2 separate regions of the Mus musculus genome follow, and region 2 is linked to region 1. The links are chromatin contacts, called in public promoter capture Hi-C maps. All regions are on one chromosome and are shown on one strand. The core of a region is the stretch at or near the end of the contact, and the rest is flanking DNA. Distances in the headings are between cores, read along the strand shown.

What was found. Capture Hi-C pulls out chosen DNA fragments and counts their contacts.
Region 2: a contact with region 1 is called in a promoter capture Hi-C map of liver. The contact joins two enhancer-like sites. A contact is called at or near these places in 1 of 484 Hi-C or Micro-C datasets (the N1E-115 cell line) and 2 of 9 other capture datasets (adipose tissue and liver).

The regions. Positions count from the first base shown.
Region 1 is chr5:65,155,871-65,163,110 of GRCm38.p6, forward strand. Klhl5 (kelch-like 5) reads left to right here. Exons shown (of 11, transcript NM_175174.4): 6 at 185-371; 7 at 2,914-3,138; 8 at 5,172-5,334; 9 at 6,920-7,132. Among named protein-coding and RNA genes, the nearest start is that of Klhl5, 28 kb to the left of the region's middle. Within about 2 kb of position 2,226, at least 47 of the 459 cell types and tissues checked have an H3K27ac peak or open chromatin away from gene starts, as enhancers often do. A contact at or near this core is called in liver, where this site is marked.
Region 2 is chr5:65,619,177-65,626,268 of GRCm38.p6, forward strand. Pds5a (PDS5 cohesin associated factor A) reads right to left here. Exons shown (of 33, transcript NM_001081321.3): 27 at 4,744-4,876; 28 at 3,804-3,923; 29 at 1,374-1,436; 30 at 444-589. Among named protein-coding and RNA genes, the nearest start is that of Pds5a, 76 kb to the right of the region's middle. Within about 2 kb of position 5,380, at least 8 of the 459 cell types and tissues checked have an H3K27ac peak or open chromatin away from gene starts, as enhancers often do. A contact at or near this core is called in liver, where this site is marked.

The sequences.
Region 1 (7,240 bases), core at 976-3,475:
GAATCAGGGGGCCATGGCTAGCCTGCTGTACATCATGGATTCTGGACCAACCAGGGCCACATAGTAAGACCCTGTCTCAAAAATGAAGTAAAATCCTAGAAATAAACAGACCAGCAAAATGCAGTAGTGAACTAAAAAGTATATTTACATGTCTTCATTGTCTGTATACCCTGCTCTCTTCTAGTTCCTGGCAGACATGGAAAACAATGCACTTTTCCGGGATGACATTGAATGTCAGAAACTCATCATGGAAGCAATGAAGTACCATTTATTACCTGAGAGACGACCCATGTTGCAGAGTCCTCGGACAAAGCCTCGCAAGTCAACTGTTGGAACGTTATTTGCAGTTGGAGGGATGGATTCAACAAAGGGTATTGGGAGATCGTTGATCTAAAGGAACAGAGGGTAACCAGTAACACTACCAAGAGGCCCGGTGGAGAAGTGACTGGTTGAGGGACAAGGACAGGAAAAGATGAGACCAGAAAGCACCTTAGTGGCAGAAAATATTCAAGGCATGGTAAGAGGCAGATCAAAAGGTAGAGAAGACATCTTGTTGGGAGTTTCCATTGAGTTTAAGTAACTTGAGCATCATAGTAAGTAATTACTGTAAAAGAAGCTAACGTCAAATCAGAGTCTCCGTGAGTTCACAGAGACACAGATGGAAAGGAAAGCTGTTTCTTTCATGGTGCCAACTGATAGAGACAGATGAGATTAGGAAGAGGTAACTAGCTACTTTAGGCTAGGGATCTAGCTCAGTAAGAACACTTCACTCCACATAGATGACTTTTAAAAAGAATCGTTTTCTCTGAGGAAGATCTGCTGAAATATTTAGGGCCACGGGGTCATCATTTCTGTGATTTTTACTCTTAAACAATTAAGAAAAGATTCATGAATACATACATACATATATAGAAATGAAAGCTAAACACAAATATTTGAGTTACAAACTTGGATTCTGTGAACAGTTGTTCCTAGAGGTTGAAGACCATGCATGGTGCTATTGGCTGTCAGTTGTTATGGGGCCTTTCTGTACACCTGACCTCTGCCCATCCTCCTGCAGTGGTGCCTGCAACCCTGACAGAAGTCACACAGTCTCAGCTCATCCTGGTTCTGCTCTCAGCCCTGTTCCAGCCCCGTCTAATGTGCACCATAGGCATGCAGTGCCTGTGGGAGCCAGAAGAGGGCAGTAGATCCTGCACCCTCCCTATGCTCCCAGTCATTCTGTGGGTGCTAGGAATTGAAGCTAGGCGCTCTTAACCACTGTGCTGTCTCTCCACACACACCCACAAACTTATAGATGCATATTTGTATTACTAGTTTAGATTCTTAAATTTTGGCTTTCCAGTTTATAACAGAAGTCTACAAAAAACAAAAAAAAAAAACAAAAAAAGCTTGAAAATTCATCAATGGAAAAAGATTTTTGTTTGATGGAAGGCGATTTTTTATTTTATTTTATGGACACTTTAAAGTCATGGTTGGAGTGAAGAATCAAACAAATCCATACAATCTTGATACTTTACACACATGTATATAATCTGAATGAATAAAATATCATTATTGCCATATATTACAAAGAAAGGCTATGCAAAGTAAAAAGTATTTTTAAACCAGCTAGTGTTTAGAAGGGATTGATTCTGTGTAGTTCTGGGAGAATACAAGATGGAACGGGAGTTGGTGTCAGTCTCAAAAGCCTTAGCCTGTGTAGGGTAAGTAAACACAGCGCCGGGTGTGGAGCCAGCCGGACGGTCTGGTTTTAGGTTCAACAGTAGTAGCTCTGATGCTGATTTTACAAGCCTGAGGAGTAAGTGTCCACTGCGACTGCAGTCCTTTATAATGCTAGAACAGGCTGGTAAATTATCAGCTTAGAAAAAGACTCGATCTCTACGGAAGTGCGAGTTAGATTTTTTTTTAAGTGAGATACTTTCTTTCACTTTTTCCTAAATCTCTGCTGTTGCTGTTCCACATCTTGAAAGAGAGCAAAAGAGCTCTGGAATTTTCCATGGTAAACCCCATGGGTAGTAACTCCCTTCACTTCCGGCAGAATGGTTCCCAGGCGACCTTTGTCCTTCCTCCTTGCCGTGCCCCCTCCCTTGCGTGGTGTCAGCCCCACTCCGCCCGTTTTGTTGTTACTGTTCTTTCTTCCAGAACCTCACATAATAATTGTCTCCCTTATCTCCTGGGTCAGCGGTTTCCTTCCCCTAGACCTTTCCATTGACTTCTATAAACAACCCAACAATCCGATCCCAAAAGGGAGACAGCCTCCCTCAGCTTGTCCAAGAACCCTGTCTGCACTGTGGCCAGCCTTCTCAGAATGATCCCCTGTGGCTCCCTCCCTGCACTTCCGCCAATTGCTGAGCGTCTTCCTGGCCTCTTTGAACAAAGAACGTCCCCTGCTGGATGTTTTAATGCTGGGCCTGGAGTATGCCAGGGAGAATGATGGGAGAAAAGGTCATGGCACAGGCGAGGGCCGTACTGCAGGGGCTTCATAAGATAGCATAAAAGTATTGCTGTCGATGCTCGAAGAAACCTTTATACTTTGGGGCTAGGGAGATGACTCCACTGTTAAAGTGCTTCTCCATGCAAGCAAGAGGACCTGAGTTCAAATCCCCAGAAACCATATACACAGCTGGCACACTTGTGTGATCCCAGGGCTGGGGAGGCAGACAGGTGGATTGCTGGAGCCCCTCGCCAGCCAGCCTAGCCAGAACAGTGAGTTCTGGTTCAGGGAGACCCCTCTGGAAAAACAAAGTGGAGAGCGACAAAGGAATACACCAGACACCAACCTCTGCCCACCATATGCACGCGCGCGCGCACACACACAACACACACACACACAAGATAAATTCTACTTCTGTGTCTGTAACATAGCCGGGGTGGATCTTGTAGTCTCCTAACTTCTGTGTTATTGTTCAGGAGCAACAAGCATTGAGAAGTATGACCTCCGTACAAATATGTGGACTCCTGTGGCAAACATGAATGGGAGGAGGCTCCAATTCGGCGTCGCAGTCTTAGATGACAAACTGTACGTGGTCGGAGGGCGAGACGGACTGAAGACTCTGAACACCGTAGAGTGCTACAACCCCAAAACAAAAACCTGGAGTGTGATGCCACCTATGTCCACACACAGGCACGGGCTCGGTAAGTGCGTCTGCTCGCCTGCTTGGAAGCCATGTATCAGGATGCCACACGTTGTTCCCTTCTGTACCAGGCGGGAGGCCTGTGTGTGGGCTCAGTCAGCATCAGTTCCCAAGCATCCCTCATCCCTGAGGGGCAGAAACCAGAACACGAGCACTTACATAAATGGAGCTCATACACGGGAAAGCATGCCGCTGTGACAAGCCATGCTCTTACCTTTATGCTCCGTGTTAGCAGTTGAATTTAGATAGCCTAGTTAAAGGCTCATTAAAACTAGCACTTTAACTTCTATATTATATGAAAAACAATTATGGTAATGTGTGTGTGTGTGTGTGTGTGTGTGTGTGAGAGAGAGAGAGAGAGAGAGAGAGAGAGAGAGAGAGAGAGAGAGACAGGCATTTCTTTTCATTCTCTGTTTTATGTATGTGGGTGTTTACCTGAATGTATTATGGACACCATTGGTATGCAGTGCAGGCTGTTAGAAACCCAGTAACCAGAGTTACAAATGGATGTTAGCTGCCATGTGCTTTTATAGGTAAATTGTATAATCTGAACTTAGAAGATGAACTAATTAAGAAGTTTTCATCTCTTCACGTATGGGAATTACATGGGCGCCTCATTTAGGAGTGGTTTTCCCTGCTGAGCTGTATTTTCAGGTCTGCCATTCAAGAGGTTGGACTAAATGAGCCCTTCATCTAGGCCCTTGATGAATGATAAGTTATCTATATAAAATTAGGTATATTCTGTAAAACTTGTAATATGTACAAACTTAAATCTGTGTAAATATATTTTGCGTGTGTGTGTGTGTGTGTGTGTGTGTGTGTGTTCAATAGCCAGTACTGTTGGCACAGTGTATAACAAGTGAATAATATGCTATTTTGGGTCACATATGAGTGGTGGCTATTTTATCCAACTTGGCCAAGATTGATGGGTTTGAATTACAGAGGTCTTTTTGCCACAATCATGTCAGACCTCTTCTTAAGATCCTCTGCTTGGGGACTGGAGAGATGGCTCAGTGGTTAAGAACGCTGACTGCTCTTCCAGAGGTCCTGAGTTCAAATCCCAGCAACCACATGGTGGCTCACAGCCATCTGTAATGGGATCTGATGCCTTCTTCTGGTGTGTCTGAAATAAATAAATCTTTTTTTTTAAATCCTCTACTTAAGCAGATGTGGTGACACACAGCTGTAGTTCCAGCACTTGGAAGCAGAGGAAGGAGGGTTATAAGGTTGAGAGCAGCCTAGTTTACATAGGGAGAACCTGTCTCAAAACAAACAAACAAACAAACAAAAACCCCAAGAAATCCTTGACTGACTCCACCCCACTCAGAATAAAATCTAAAGTCCTGATGAGGGATACGGTGAGAGAATGTTATTTCTGACTCCCTTGTCTTCTGGCCCCTCCCTGTCAGTTACCTGCTCAGCCACATAGGCAACATGGGTTCCCCAGCAGGCCATTGCTGGGCCTCCTCTTCCTCTGTGCGTGGTCGATAATGGCACTCATGCTTCTACTGAGGTGTCATTCAGGTCCCTGGCTCTCTCTGCCCTTGCTTCCGTTGCTCTATTGTTTAAGCTGGCACACACCTGATGTCCTGTAAAACAAACAGTATTGATCCACGCAAGCGTGGCCCTTATCTGATGTTCTATGGAGTGCCTACTAAATAGAATCTTATCGTAAACTAAGATGTTTGCTCACTCTGTTCCTTGATGATGATACCCATAAATACAAGGCTGTGGTACCCAACTTAGCTGCAGTAAAACCCAGGATTCCAGAGTCCTACAGGAAAAGAATGGAAGTCTGGGGATTGAAGGTCTTAGAAATGGTGGCACATACAAACGTTCCACTGTGTGCCTCAGAATACTGTCTCCAATGTTCAGGAAAAGAATCACAGTGCTGGTTCGGCCCCATCTGCCTCAGAAGAGCCCTGAGGGAGCGCAGTGGCTTTCGCCTACATTGTTGATTGGTTATGATTGCGTGTTTCAGACTTACTGTACTCCCATTCTGACTAGTCCCTCCCTCTCGCTGGTCCACTTTAGGCGTGGCTGTACTAGAAGGCCCCATGTATGCAGTCGGAGGGCACGACGGCTGGAGCTACCTGAATACTGTGGAGCGATGGGACCCTCAGGCCCGCCAGTGGAATTTTGTTGCCACTATGTCCACCCCCAGGAGCACAGTAGGCGTGGCGGTACTAAGTGGAAAGTAAGAAGATATTTGAAGTTCTATTTCAGTCACGATAAGCCAGATTTATTATTGCTGGAGGAGTTCTTTGCATGAGTTAACAAAGCCTTTCCTTTAACCTCTGTCCATAACAGCCTCACTGCTCGTAGCTAAGGAACCACACATGCTACCCAATATAAATACCCAATATTAATTGAACAGCAACAGTGGTTTAAATACCTTCCAAGTTATATGCTCTTTTGAAAGTACTACAGTGGGCAGGGAGATGTTTGCAGTTAAAGCGTTTGCTGAATAAACCTGAGGACCACAGTTAGGTCTGGAAAACCCATGCAAATATCTAATGGGTATGGCAGCCCACCTGTCATTCCAGCCTGGAAAGACAGAGTCAGGGCATCGCCAGAGCAAGCCGCCTAGCAAAGCCAGCCTTATCCAGGAGCTCAGGGTTTGATTGAGACGCCTGCCGTGCCGGATAAGGTAGAGGCAATGGAGGGTGATATGTGACAGCAGCCCAGGCTCCACATGTGCATATGTACACATGTATTCGTACCCACAAACCCATGTGCCCACACCCATGCAAAGTATGTATATGCATATATATGAAAAATGAAAACATTGATACATGCATTTAAAAATTAAAGTATTGTAGACTCTCAGGGCTGTGATATCTCCCCCCCACCTCTCTCTCTCTGTGCTCTGATCTCTCAATGCTGTGGTCTCTCTCTCTCTCAGTACTGTGATCTCTCAGTACTGTGACACACACACTCTCTCTCTCTCTCTCTCTCTCTCTGTATGTGTGTGCACATGTGTGTGTGCACGTGTGTGTGCACATGCATGCATGCATGCTATGGTCTCTCAGAGCTGTGATCTCTCAGTGCCTTCCTAAAGATCCTCTCCATCATTTTCACGGAGTCACCTTTACGTTTGTGTCTCTTCTTTCTTATCTTGGTGACTGGTGGCCGCAGCATGGCTTTAAGAAAACCCGCTTACTTATGCTTTGTCTGCTGTCAGTGCTCGAATTTGTATAGAGTCCTCACTCACAGTTCTCAATTGGATGAGGACAAAATACAGACCTTTTCACCTTTCTGTCCAACCCTTGATGGCTCTAATTAATTTCTTTGTTTCATGGTGTTCATGTTATCACTTACAGATAGAGGGAGGAAGGAAGGTTGAATTGTGATATAAGGGAAATGGTGGGTAGAGTGGCCACGGATTCTTAATTCAAAGGCAGAGGCAGAACACTTGAGTTTGAAGCAAGGCTGGTCTATATAATGGGTTCTAAGACTCTTTCAGAGGCTACATAGTAAGACCCTGGCTCATAAAAACAAAAAAAGAAAAAAGAAAAATAGAAAGTAATTTCTGCCTAAGCTCTTATTTCCTCAGGCCCACGTGCTAAGTCCTTTGTGTTAGTGTTTGTTGTAAAGGCCTGATCGACACAGACGTGGAAATTGTTTTAGATAGCTATAGCAGGTATCGTTCCATCTTCTATCCTAGTGCCATCAGCATGCTACATCACCAATGGCATTTAAAGTCAGCGAACTGTCACAGCAATAGCCTGTTGACCCCAGCACTGTGCCTTCTTTGTCACCTCTTTTGTTCCTTTTTCCAGACTCTATGCAGTTGGTGGTCGCGATGGGAGCTCTTGCCTCAAGTCAGTAGAATGCTTTGACCCTCATACCAATAAATGGACACTGTGTGCCCAGATGTCAAAACGAAGAGGCGGAGTAGGAGTCACAACCTGGAACGGGCTGCTGTATGCCATTGGGGGACACGACGCTCCCACATCCAATTTGACCTCCAGGCTCTCAGACTGTGTGGAGAGGTAATTTCCTGTGGAGGAAAGCGAAGAGCAAACCAAAACAAAATAGTTTCCCACCCTTCCAGCCAAAGTCATAAGACTAGTGAGTGTCCATCAGTGTGGTCTCCACAC
Region 2 (7,092 bases), core at 4,130-6,629, 470 kb after region 1:
ACTGGTGTTTTAGAATGCATTTTGGGAAGTGTGCTATGTAATTGTGGCATTTAGGATTGTAATTCCAGTATTCTAGAGGCTGAGGCAAGAGGCCTGCCACAAGCACATAGCCTGACACATAACAAGGCACTGGATCAAAAAGCACTCTTTAAGCAAGGTATAGAGATGTGCACCTTGAATCCCAGCACCTGAGAAGCAGACGCAGAGGCAGGTGAATCTGAGGCCAACCTAGCCTAATATCAAGTTACGTGGTGAGACCCTGTCTCAGGAAACATACACTACACTCTTGAGTCTCATTAAAAAAAACCCTAATCACATGAATATTATAATACTTTTTTACATAAGTCCATTCTATGATCCAGTGCCTTGAAAATAAGTTAAAATGTTAAGCCAAGCAAGCAGTGAGCAAGAAAACAAGATGTATTCAGAGAAAAATAAATTGCCTTGAACGACTTCCGGCTGAAGGACTCAGCTCTGAATTGGCGTTAATATTGCTTCCAGTCTCTGTGCCGGCGCTTCTAACATAAGGCTTCCTTCCCGTTGCTGATAAAGGCTTGTTCACTGTACCTAATACTCCAGTAGGCTTTGGCTGAGGAAAAAAAAAAAAAAAAAAAAAAAAGAAAGAGAAAAGAAAAGAAAAGAAAAGAAAAGAAAAGAAAAGAAAAGAAAAGAAAAACCACACACTTGTTATTTCACACCTAAGGGAAAGGAATATGAAAAATTTTAGAGAGCTAAGATGTGTTAAGTTGTTCTGTTGGAGTGTTATCTGAAGTGATAATTCTGGAAAAAACAAACAAACTATGGTTCTTTTAATAAAAGCAAAAGCAAATCCATTAACTTTACTTAAGGCAATACTGCTATCTCTTTTTTTATCTGTTATTTCTTAATTGAAACAAAATATACCTCCAAAACATAGAAATTAATGACACACTTAACTTAGTAGACTACTGAATATATACTTTTATATCACCTTACTTTTATGAAATACAATCTTCCTATCATTTTAGCCTTTCATATTAATCTCTTTATTCTCCTTCCCTGAGTCTCTCCATGTAGCCCTCGCTGACTCTGTAGACCAGACTGACAGAGATAAATCTACCTTCCTGAGTGCTGGGATTAAATTCATGAGTCACCAACGCCTGGCTTGTTTGTCATTCTCATCTACTTCTATTACTTATGAAAATCTGCCCTAGATGAATTTTAAATAAATTTGAGCTTCTCACTACTTTAAGATTAAGTGGCAATTCTGAACAGTGGTTAATTGCAGAAAAGATCTGAGAATACCAACACACAATGCATCCCCACAACCCTGGGGCAGAAAGCAGAAAGAACACACATTAAACAAAAACCCCAAGCAATTACGTATACAGTACCTTTCCTGTTAACAGAAGAACTCTTGTCTCTTCTGAAATATAGCTTTTGTCATTACAGAAGTCCTATTAAAAAAAAAAAGAACAAAGCCAAGCAAAGGGAGCAGTGTTATCATCTCAGTGTCTCCAGCTCGGCGCTGCACGGCCATGCACTCTGCTCACACACTGCTGAGACTAGACAAAGGCAGGAGGTGTGCTTTCCACTCCATGGTGCAACTTCTATACAGAGAACTGCACAGCCTTGGCAAGAACTTTCTGGAGACATGATATCCTTGACTTTTCACATTTTTAATTCATTAGTTTATTCGTTTTGAGACATGGTTTTTTTCTATAGCCCTGGCTGTCCTGGAATTGACTATGTAGATCAGATAGGCCTCAAACTCACTGTTGTGCCTTCAATGTGCTGGGAATAAAGGAATGGGCCTCCAAACCAGCAACACCTATTTTATTTTTATGTATATGAGTATTTTGCCTCCACCTGTGTTAAGTGCACCATGCGTTTATTGTGCCTGAGAAATCACTTAAATAAACTTCATTCCTAGTTTTTCATATTGTCCAAAGTACAATTACCACCCTCTAATATATTATAAAATCTACTTTTCAGCTGATAAAATCAACAATATTTATTCACTGACACCTTAAATTTATATTTTTCAGGCAGTCTCCTGAAAATCAGCTGTAGGATTTCAGATCCTTCTGCCACACCATGCCAGGCTTGTTCTAGGCACAGAATGTTTATTCATTAAACAATTTCATAATCCATTTCAATTATAGGAATTGGAAAACTGAGTGCCTGCCATTTTAAGTAACAATATTTTGAGATAAGTAGTGATGTGTGCTTATATTCCTAGTGCTGGGAGGCAGAGGCAGAGGCTCTCCTCTGTGAGGCTCCTGAGCTCCAATGACCGTGTGTCAAAAAGCAGATACTTATTCTTTATAACTTGGATATCTATGTAAAAGACAAACTCACCACAACTACAACAACAAACATTCCTTGACACTAGTGATACCAATTAGTTAATAAACAAGTTCATTCAACTGTGAATACTGATGTCTTGCTGAATTATGTCAAAAATCTAAGCTTTTAGGGGGTAGGAGTAAGAAGGAACCCTGGTGGACTTGGAACTAGATAGGTAGACTAGGCCAGTCTTCCTGACCCCAGTGTTGGGATTAAAGCTGTGCACCACCATACAAAACATCCGATGATTCTCCATTCTCCTCACTAAATACTCTGGGCATGACAAATAAAGTACAATAGTGTCACGAATATCCGCACCAATACCAATACACCACCACTTGGGAGGCTGAAGCAGTAAGATCACTCGCCATCAGGAGACAAGATCACCCTTGGCAATACAACAAGACCTAATCTAGGGAAAAACAGGTGGGCAGTAGGGTGCAGTGGACTGGTTTACTAATGTCATTTAAAAAATTATATAAACTACATTGTACACTTGCATGACAGCTTCCTTATTTAGCAAGGTATAAGAAAATGTATCTGCCCATAGTTGTTGAGTTAGAGTCCTGAACAAGTGGCTTAAATGTACCAAGAGTTGAGCTATATTCTGTTTTTCTCTCTGTGCTTTGTTCTTGAGGATCTTGTTATGTATATTTAGCCTGAGCTCCTTAGTGAAAGCAAGGACTAAAAGTGTTTGCCACCATGCCCATTTTACAAAATAAAATAAAATAAAATAAACATTAAAAATTCTGAATGTCCAATTTTACTTACTTTGCTTTTTAAAATAACCTATGTAAGCCTGGTGCCCTAGTGTTTGACCTTACTAGATGAAAAGCAATATGTTAGAAAACAAGTAAGAAAGCGGCATATAATGAAAGAAAAACTGGGCAGACAAGATGGCTCAGTAGGTGGGGTTGTTTGTTAGAGGTCTTCATCTTGAGTCTGATTCCTGAAACCCACATGGGGGAAGGAGGGCTGACTCAAATTGTTCATTAACTAACATTTATTTAATAGATTCAAGTGAGAACTACAAATACCCTAACATCATTTCTTCCCTTCCATCTGCCCACCCACCCATCCTCTGGCCTCTGAGTGCTGCCACCCCACTGTGCAGCACAGCACAGCACGCCTGGCCTGAGAGCACTGCACAAAGGAGCTCAGGCTCAAGCTTCTTGCCCAGCACATACAAGGTCCAGGGTGTAATTGGCAGAACACACAAACACAATTACAAACAAACAAACACCACAAGTAGTATTTATTTTTTAATAAAAAAAGGATAAATTTTAAAATCTAATATGCAGAATTAACATCAGAACAATAACAGAAAGTTAACCTGTCTTCCATTCCTCAATAAGTTTAGAGGCTTTTTTTTTTTTTTTTACTCTGACCTTAAAACTATCCAATATTCGTCACCAGTACTAACTGAAATTTAAATCACTTTTACTATGACAGAGAAATTATGTGAGGGAAATTACCTTTTCAGGCTGTGTAAAGAACTTCATTGGGAGGACTGGGTCCTTTGGTGAGTCTGCATTGCACAAAGCACTTTTACTATTTATAACACACAGAGCCACGTCACAAACCGTATAAAGTTTCTAAAGAGTGAGAAAAAAAATTACACAGCAATCAAAGTTCCAATCCCATCACAGGCATAATCTGAAGTTGTAAAATGCAAATGAATGCTTGTCTGTTAACATTCCATCTCTGCTCAGCATTCTTAGATTCCCAGTCAAAGTAAACTAAAAGTATCCATTTTCGCTCCCTAGAAAGAAGTTTCTACCACAAAGTGCCATATGTTTTATCAGTATTTGTCTTCCTGTCTTTTTTTTTTTTTTTTTTTGGTTTTTCGAGACAGTCTTTATAGCTCTGGCCGTCCTGGAGCTCACTTTGTAGACCAGGCTGGCCTCGAACTCAGAAATCGGCCTGCCTCTGCCTCCCCAGTGCTGGGATTAAAGGCGTGCGCCACCATGCCTGGCTGTCTTCCTGTCTTAACTCCTAATGCCTTTCTAGAATGTTAAAAGTTTTCCAAAAAATGAAATTTTGCCAGTATAGGCATTAGAAAGAGATTCAAAATCAGGGATGGAGATAAGGCTTAACAGCACTTGTTTCTTCAGTAGATATTGTGAGTTTAGTTACCTACACCAACATGGTAACTCACAACCAGCCATAATTCCATTTCCAGGGTATCCAGCCCCTCTACTGACCTCTATGGGCACCAGGCACACACTTGGCACACATTCACACATGCAAACCACTCATAGACACACACACATACAAAAACAAAACAACAACAACAAACCCTGAAAAAAATTAAGTTGCATGAATATATTCTAATAAACACTGTAATTTAAACTATGATATACTTGTGGAGGAAAAGCGCGGGTTGGTGTATTCCCTATGTATCCATTGCCTTACTTCATTTGTCTTGGATTCATCGGGAGACTGGGCGTCTCTGGTTAGCTTGATATTCTCTGCCATCTTTTTCATGAATGCATGGCTGTTGTTTTCATTCTTTGTCATTAAGACTTCAAGCATAAACCACAGGCACCTAAGTAGAAAATACATTAAAAAGGATAAATGAAGATGATTTTTTTTTCTCAATGGATTAAGTCTTCAATGAAAAGTTTGGCTGTCAGCATAAAGGAATATCAAAACAGTAATATACAATTTTATTAATGGTATCAATTTTAAGTATTTTTTTTAAAGATATGGTCTCTTGTAACACAAGCTGGCTCATTGTGTAGTTCGAACTCATCTTTCACTGAGTGTTAGGATTACAGGTATACTATATCTGGCTCAAGAGGAAAAAGTCAAAAAATATTTAAAATAAAGCTGCTTGGTTTTTGTCCAGTTCCCAGAATGATTTACATATAAGAGCACCTGCTTTTCACCTCTGGAAGGGTAGAATGAATTTGGTAAAATTATGTGAGGGCCTAGGCAGAAAGCCTTAAGTTTCTTCTCACAAGCCAGGCATGATGGTACACACCTAAAAGGTGCAGAGTCATGGTCATCCTCACTACACAGCTGATAGGAGCCCAGGCTGGGCTAAAACTAAGCTAGTTTAAGAGTGCACAGGTCAAAGTGTGAAGTTGGCAGAGTTCTATTTAGATGAGAATGGACTGTAAACAAACTAGTGGAGCAGAAAGGGCAACAAACACAAATCACCCTCTACCAGATTTCATCCATCAAGAATTTCTAGAGAGATCCCATACCTCAAGGTTACAATAAAACCATGGAGTCACTATAAAACTTGGTCTGACTTTACACTTCTATAAAACACAAGTGACAAACATAGCCAGCCTCATGCATGCAACTGTGTGTGAAAGCAGCATTATTTGAACAAGTACAGTTGAACTGAGCTGCGGTGACAACGCTGGAGGAGTGCACTGCATAAGGCTGAGGCACCCAGTATGCTAAAGTAGACAGTTACTAATTCCATTAATTCTCTGGGGTTCAGAATCCTCTATCCTATTAACTCCTAAGAGTCCTGATCCTTTTACAAAGACCAACAGCATAAGAATTATTGTTAGAAAGGAGATGATGAGGAAGTATTCTCTCTGCCGTAAGAGTATGAGACTTATTCCTTTTACAAGGTTTTTTTCTTTCTATTTTCTTTTCTTTTTCTTTAAAAAAAAAGGGGGGGGGAGGTAAGATTTTAAATATGGGATGGAGAGATGGCTCAGTGGTTAAGAGCACTGACTGCTCTTCTGGAGGTCCTGAATTTAATTCCCAATAACCACATGGGTGGTTCACAACCATCCGTAATGAGATCTGATGTCCTCTTCTGGTGTGTCTGAAGAGAGCAATGGTGCACTCAAATACATCAAACAAATAAATAAATCTTTAAAAAAATTAAAATATAGCCAGGTATTGGTGGTGCACACCTTTAGTCCTAGCACTTGGGAGGTAAAGGCAGGCAGATGTTTGAGTTCAAGGCTAGCCTGGTCCAGAGAAACAATGTCTCAGTAAAATAGAGAGAGAGAGAGAGACAGAGACAGAGACAGACAGACAGACAGACATGAAGGAAACCTCTGTAACAATCTAGTATAGATTTATACTTCAAATTGAAAATGCTAATAAGGTCTAGTATAAAAAAGTATATATACTTTGCATATATGTATATAAAATATATAAAACATATGGACAGGTTAATTTTTTTGTGTAAAGTTAGAATATGTTGAAAACTTAAATGTCATTTGCACATGTATGTTTTGCTTGTTTTTAGTTTTCTGAGATAGTATCTTGTTCAGAATGGCTTAGAATTCTATTTTTTTGTTTTTTGTTTATTGAGACAGGGTTTCTCTGTGTAGTCCTTGCTATCCTGGAACTCACTCTGCAGACCAGGTTGAACTCAAAGGCAGAAATCTGCCTGCCTCTGTCTCTCAAGTGTTGGGATTAAAGGCGTGTGCCACCACTGCCTGGCGGCTTTGTTTGAACTCTTAACCCCAATGCCTCAGCATTATTATTGTATTTATTGTATTCCTCAAAGCACATTTTTCTTAACAAATCTTTTCACTGAGTTCCCTAAAATATATGATTTTGAGAAACTAATGGTCCCACCATGCTTTGTTTCAACTCACAAGCCACTGGGATTATCGGCCTCCAATACCAGCTACAAGGAGCCAAAACTTTTTTTTTAAATGTAGGTTTAATTTCATACTTTTTACAAATGGAGGAACTATCACTATGGTGACAACACTGAACAGATGATGAACAGGCCAATGCTTAAGGGTAATATAGAACATCTTTTCTGTTAAAATTTTG